Linked DNA regions of Mus musculus: region 2 is linked to region 1. The links are chromatin contacts, called in public HiCAR-type maps. All regions are on one chromosome and are shown on one strand. The core of a region is the stretch at or near the end of the contact, and the rest is flanking DNA. Distances in the headings are between cores, read along the strand shown. Region 1 holds the start of Ift46 (intraflagellar transport 46). Region 2 holds the start of Cep164 (centrosomal protein 164).

Region 1 (3,244 bases), core at 464-2,963:
CAGTCAGGTACTCTTACCCACTGAGCCATCTCACCAGCCCCAAGTTGTTTGTTTTAAAAGGTTGAGAATCTAGAAATGCTAGGACTTGAATATTTTGTAATGTACACATGTATAGAAACAACACAAAATGCCCCATAACTCTGTACAATTTTTAGGTATCGATTTTCTTTTTTAAAGAAGCACGTATGAGTCTCTCATTTTTCTTTTTCTGAGTTGGGATTGTAGGTCTGAACACTATAGGTTAGTGCCCTGCTGCATGTACATCTGCAGGCCAGAAGAGGGCATCAAATCCCTCTCATAGAGGGTTGTGAGCGACGATGTGGGTGCTGGGAATTGAACTCAGGACCTCTGCAAGAATAGACAGTGTGCTTTTCTTTTTTTTTTCTTTTTTTCTTTTATTATTTTGGGGGGTGGTGTGGCCTCCAGATAGGGTTTCTTTGTGTATAACCATGACTTTCCTGGAACTCGCTTTGTAGATGAGACTGGCCTAGAATTCAGAGATCCGTCTGCCTTTCCCTCCTCAGTGCTGGGATTAAAGGCATGTGCCACTGAAAGACCCACAACATGAGGACTCCCCCACGTTCTGACTCAGGAGAGGCGACACCCCAAAATCACCAACGAGAAAACGGTCTTGTTGCAAATTGCAAGAGGATTTTTATTCAAGAGTGCTCTCGGGCCCACGGTCATACACCACGCAGGGGTAGAGGACTGTGGCGCCCCGAGTAGCTGAGTAAGGGGGTATTTAAAGGAGAAAAACCACAACTCAAGGAGGTGGGAAGGGCGTTGTTGGAAAATACCAAAAATACCAGGTAAGAGTCACAAGGAAGTACAAAGTCACAGGTGTCACAAGGAATACCTGGTAATTGTTAACTCTCAAGACAGTTTCTAAGAGCCCCTAACAATAGCACATTTGCATTGCAGCTTCCGGTAATGGTCAGGGTGACTTTCTTTGAATGAATACTCCTTGAACTCAGGAAGTGGGTGGGTGGAGGAATGTCACTATCTGTTTTATGATTAGCATACCTTGGAGCACTGAGTTTACTACTCTTTCACCACCACGCCCAGCTGTGTTATTTTTTATTTTATTTTATTATTATTATTTTTTATCAATTTTGAAACTGGACCTCAATAGCCCAGGCTGGCCTCAAATTTACCAAGTTACTTACTGAGTCTGATCTTGAACTTCTAATCCTTCTACCTCCACCTCCAAAGCGCTAGGATAGCAGTTATGCACCAGCTTGCCTGACTCATAGTTTTCTTTAGCAAGTAAAAACACAGGACACAGATAAATCCTAATCTCAGATGAAGGAAGAGAAAGTATGCTCCTGTGACATAGGGTATCGCGAGGAAAAGGGCTATCGCGCCACAGAGATGCTATAAAAGGGCTTTTAAACATGCTTGGACTTTTCCTTGAAGAGTGTCTAAACTGTGGATTAGGCCTATCTAGGAGAGACTGTAGGCCAAATGAGCCTTGTCTTTGAGATGACAGTTTCTAGTTGGAGAAAAGAAATCCACTAGCCTGGCCTTCCACCTTTGGCCACTAGATGTCACAACCGACTCAGTTGCGGAAACCATAGATAAGCGGGCTGCTAGACCGCCTAGTGCCCGGGGCCGCTCTATCCCAGCGCCGCGTCTCTGCTTCCGCCACCACCGGCCGCAGCAGAGGGGCGGGGTGGCGGCGCAGTGGCGGGGCACGTCTCGCGATCGTTCCTTCAGACTCTCGCTTTGTTTTGATTTATTTATCTTTTTCCCTAACGACTGACAACAGGCGGCTTGTTGCACTTAGGGATCCTTGAAGTGGCTGGGCCTGAGAGTGAGACCCCAGTCCTCGGCTGGGGTTCTTTCCAAATAGAAGAAACGGATCCAGAGGGGCTACAGGTAATTGGTGCTCCCGCCAGCGTTCTTTGCTCTCTGCGCCCCACCAACTGCCCTGGATCCTTGACTCTCCGAGAACCCGGTGGGATCCTATCTTCAAAACGGGCGGAAGTAGAGGTGATGCTCTGAGGATTAGTGGATGGGGCCGAGGCTGGAATTTGCCTTCTCTCAGGACCATCCTGTCCCATCCCCATACCCTCCACCTCTGGCAGAAGCCTCAACAGCTGTGCGAAAACTGACCAAACCTGAGACGGACGGCCGGCCGCAGTCTGGCTGTGCATGCTGTGCTTCCCTGCCTGCATCTTATGTAGAGCTTTTGGGTTGCTGCTGGGAAGGGTTGGATACCGTTTTCCACTGCACTTCTCTTGGCACCCAGCCAATGCTAGCTAAATAATGCTCTTGGGTCAGGAAACTTTCCTTTGGGGGAAAGCTTGGATCGGGGTGAATGCATCTCTGCACCGAGGCTGGATGTATATCCCATGATAGGAGCTATGTAATCGTATTTCCTTTTGCTTAGACCAAAATTGTTGAGAACCAGACATACGATGAGCGTCTAGAGATTAACGACTCGGAAGAGGTTGCCAGTATTAGCACTCCAACCCCAGGACAGCAAGGTAAGAGAAGATGAGAGACAAAAAAAAGGGAGGTGATTTTCAAACAAGTGGCGCAGATAGGATTCAGGTTGTATTCAGCAAGCTCTTAGCAAGTGTTGACCTCCTGCTTTAACTTGGCGCTGATTTTGCTTTCTCACTAGTTGAGGGAGAAACCAGTCCATCAGATTTTGGGATCTTTGAGTGCAAACTTATCCCCTGTCATTTTTAACTCGCTGTTACTGCTAGTAGATTCTGGCACAGGTTCGCTGTGTTTTGGGTTTTTTTAATTTTTTAATTTAATTTAATTTAAATTTAATTTAATTTAATTTTTAAATTACTATTTTAGAAATGTTTATGTGTATGTATGTTATTTGCTTGCATGTTTTTCTGTGAACCACCTGCCTGCCTGGTGCCCTCAGAGACCAGAAGAGGATGTTGTCAGATCTCCTTGAACTGGAGTTACACATGGTAATGAGCTGCTCTAGTGTGGGTGCTGGGAACTGAACCCTGGGTCCTCTGGAAGATCAGCCAGTGCTCTCAATCGTTGAGCCATCTCTCCAGCCTGGCTCACTGTGCTTTTGTTTCTAACAATTCATTAAGATGCTTCATCACTTGCCCTTAACTTGCCATCCCAGCTTTAATCGAAACAGAGTTTTATCAGAAGACTTGATGCCATTCATTTATTCACCTAACCTTTTTTTCTTTCTTTCTTTCTTTTTTTTTTTTTGTTTTTTTTGTTTTTTTGAGACAGGGTTCCTCTGCATAGCCCTGGCTGT
Region 2 (3,044 bases), core at 401-2,900, 1.1 Mb after region 1:
TGTGAGTGTGTGTGTGGATGTGTACGTGTGTGTGAGTGTGTGTGTATCTGTGTATATGTGAGTATGTGAGTGTGTGTGTGGATGTGTACGTGTGTGTGAGTGTGTGTGTGTCTGTGTATATGTGAGTATGTGAGTGTGTGTGTGTCTGTGTACGTGTGTGTGAGTGTGTGTGTATCTGTGTATATGTGAGTATGTGAGTGTGTGTGTGTCTGTGTATGTGTGTGTGAGTGTGTGTGTGTATCTGTGTATATGTGAGTATTCGAGTGTGGGAGGGGGGAAGGGATGAGGGGGAGGGGAGGGGGGAGCACAAGCACAGCAAATGTGCTTGATGGGGTAAGGATTAATTATAACAACAAAAACTTGGACTAACCACACACTTCCCGGAACACTTGTATGCGGCAGAACTGTACCAAGGGCTTTATTCGCCACCATCCCACCCCAGCCTCTCAGCTAGAGGTTTACTATCCCCACTTATCAAATACAGAGACTGCTTGAATGAAGGACAAGGAGCAGCGAGTCCGGGCTTGCGAGGGCTTTAGCTGTATACAGGACTTCATAAGGGGCTGCCATGGGAATTTCATAAAGAAAGTTGGAGGTGGTGAGAGTTACCGTTCGGAAAGGTGACTGACAGCTGCACAAGAACCAATCAAAAAGGGGACAAAATCAGAGGCAGTTATTCTGAAAGCGCAGCCAAGAAATTATGAACCAAGCCAGTGGCTACCTGAATGAAAAGCGGCTAATCCTGAGGGCAGGAGAATAGCAGGGTCTCGCAGCTAGGTGAAGGAAGAGAAGAGAGAAAGCAGAGAGGATTTCAGCCAGTCCACTGTGATTTTAGGCCAAGAAGCCGACTGCCAAGAAATCTGAAGCATGCCAGATGACTACTGCAGACAGCGGAATGAATTCTCAGCGTAGAGTGGGCTAAGTGACTGAGGAAGTTCTCCATTGAGACAAGAAACATGGGAGACATTGATAGAAGGTCCGGGGGGGGGGGCGGCGGGGGGGGGGTGCGGGTTGGAGATGATCCGCAAGCACATCTAAGCTCGAGTAAGGTATCTGGCTAGGCAGCAAGTACTTCCCAGAGCAACCGGTAACTGGAGGCTCTAGTCGCAATCCAGAGATGGAGTGCAGAGAAAAGCATGCAGGGGCCTGCAGAGGGCTGAGCTGGCAGACGCGCGAGGGCGAGTCACCGAGGCCAAGAAGAGGGCAGCGGTTCCGGGCGTAGATTCCTGAATCAGTGCAAAGAAAACCCCAAACCTCCTCTCTTGCCCAGCTGGCCGAAAGATGCCATGCGCTTGGCTGAACTTGGGATAGCCCAGGAATGGGCTGGGCAATGGCGGTAGGGTGTAGATTCAGGAGAGGCTAGAAAGCCAGGCCCCGCACGCCGGAGGGCTCTTCTCTCCCAGCTTAGTTCCCGCGCAGCAACACCTCACAACGCTTCAGCTCCCTGCAAACTCCTGCCACGCCACCAAGCCTGGCTCCGAGATCTCACCTGTCCCCGATCCGGGGTTTCCGGGAGGATGGCTCTGCGCCTCCTCCCCAGCACCACCCCGGCCCCCCACCTTCCAGGGACGCCGGGGTGTCCGGCTCCCCGCTTCCAGGGACGCCGGGGTGTTGCCCTGCAGCGACCAGCAACCACTTCCGGAAAGGCACTGGCCTAGCAACTGAGAGGCCCGCCTCTACCAAGAGCCAATAGGTCGCTGACTGAGAGCGTTGGCATTGGATTGGTTGAAGTTCCCCCACGAGGCTTTGCCCGTTGCATCCTGAAAGTTGTAGTTCAAAATAGTGAATAAGCACAATCCCACTCCCACCACAAAGAGGTTAAAAGAGAGACCTGAAGGTAGATAAGAGAATTTCTCCCGCGGACGAAAGGAAGCATTCATAATATTAATAATAATCTACTATTACTATTAATTAAGCAAAATTAACAATCATTTATAGACCATCATTTTGTAAAGGTCGAGTAAAATCACGCGAACAACAGTGATTATCAGTGGTCAACCTATTGATTGGGCCCTTAATAAAAGAACTATGAAGGGGTTGGAGAGATGACTCGGTTGTCAAGAGAGCTGCCTACTAACTTTTTCCTTTTAATGTATTATACGTGGACCGGGATCTGATAACACAAGCCCTTAATGCCACCACTTGGGGCACAAAGCAGACAGATCTCTGTGCGTTTGAGACTAGCCTGGTCTATATAGTGAGTTTCAAGCCAGCTGGGACTACACAGTGAGACCCTGTCTCAAAAAAAATTTTAAGTGTGTGGATGTTTTGTCTACATTATACCTGATAGTCATGGAGGCCAGAAGAGGGCACTGCATCCCCTGAAACTGGAGTTGTAAGCAGTTGTGCGCCACCTTGTGGGTGCTAGAAACCAAACCTAGGTCGTCTGCAAGAACAACAGTGCTCTCAACGGCTGAACCATCATCTCTCCCACTCTACTATTGTAAATTTAAAACCGAGTCCTGCGCCGCTAGAGTCTAAGCCGACAAGGAGAAATTGCGAGTGTTGTTACTAGGGATCTCAAACCAGACATCAGGATGTGTTTCTCATGTTTAACGTCAAATCTTTCTGCAATTCCTTTATTCTCACCACAGATGGGGAAAAAAATCACTGCTCCTCATTATCATCACAATCTTTAAAAGTGTCCCCAAGGGGCCACTGGACCAGACATAGAAGAGATGCCATATCATGACTATATCAGACATAACTAAACACTGCCCATAGCTTCCTATACACAAGACTTGCCATCTGAGGCTGTAGAACCAGCTCAGCAGCTGCCAACACCTGCTGCTCTGCGGGAGGACCAGAGTCTGATTCCCAGCAAGCACGAGGCAGCTCACAACCAGCAGAAACTCTAGTTCCAGAGGATCCAACACCTCTTCTGGCTTCTACCCACACCAGGCAAACACATGTGAACACAGACATGTGGTACACAGACATACCTGCAGGCAAAACACTGGAACACATAAAAGAATAAAATATTTTTTGAAAAAAGCAGCTAGATAGTGGTGACTGAACCACACTGAATCCCAAAGCCTTTATTC

Evidence for each region. HiCAR-type assays count read pairs that join an accessible place to other places.
Region 2: a contact with region 1 is called in a HiCAR-type map of astrocytes, with 3 times the contacts expected there. The contact joins the promoter of Cep164 here to the promoter of Ift46 in region 1. A contact is called at or near these places in 1 of 39 promoter capture datasets (hippocampal neurons) and 1 of 115 datasets of contacts at active chromatin or transcription factors (astrocytes).

What each region holds. Positions count from the first base shown.
Region 1 is chr9:44,771,296-44,774,539 of GRCm38.p6, forward strand. Ift46 (intraflagellar transport 46) reads left to right here and starts at 1,714. Exons shown (of 12, transcript NM_023831.3): 1 at 1,714-1,878; 2 at 2,393-2,489.
Region 2 is chr9:45,827,013-45,830,056 of GRCm38.p6, forward strand. Cep164 (centrosomal protein 164) reads right to left here and starts at 1,651. Exons shown (of 30, transcript NM_001081373.3): 1 at 1,490-1,651.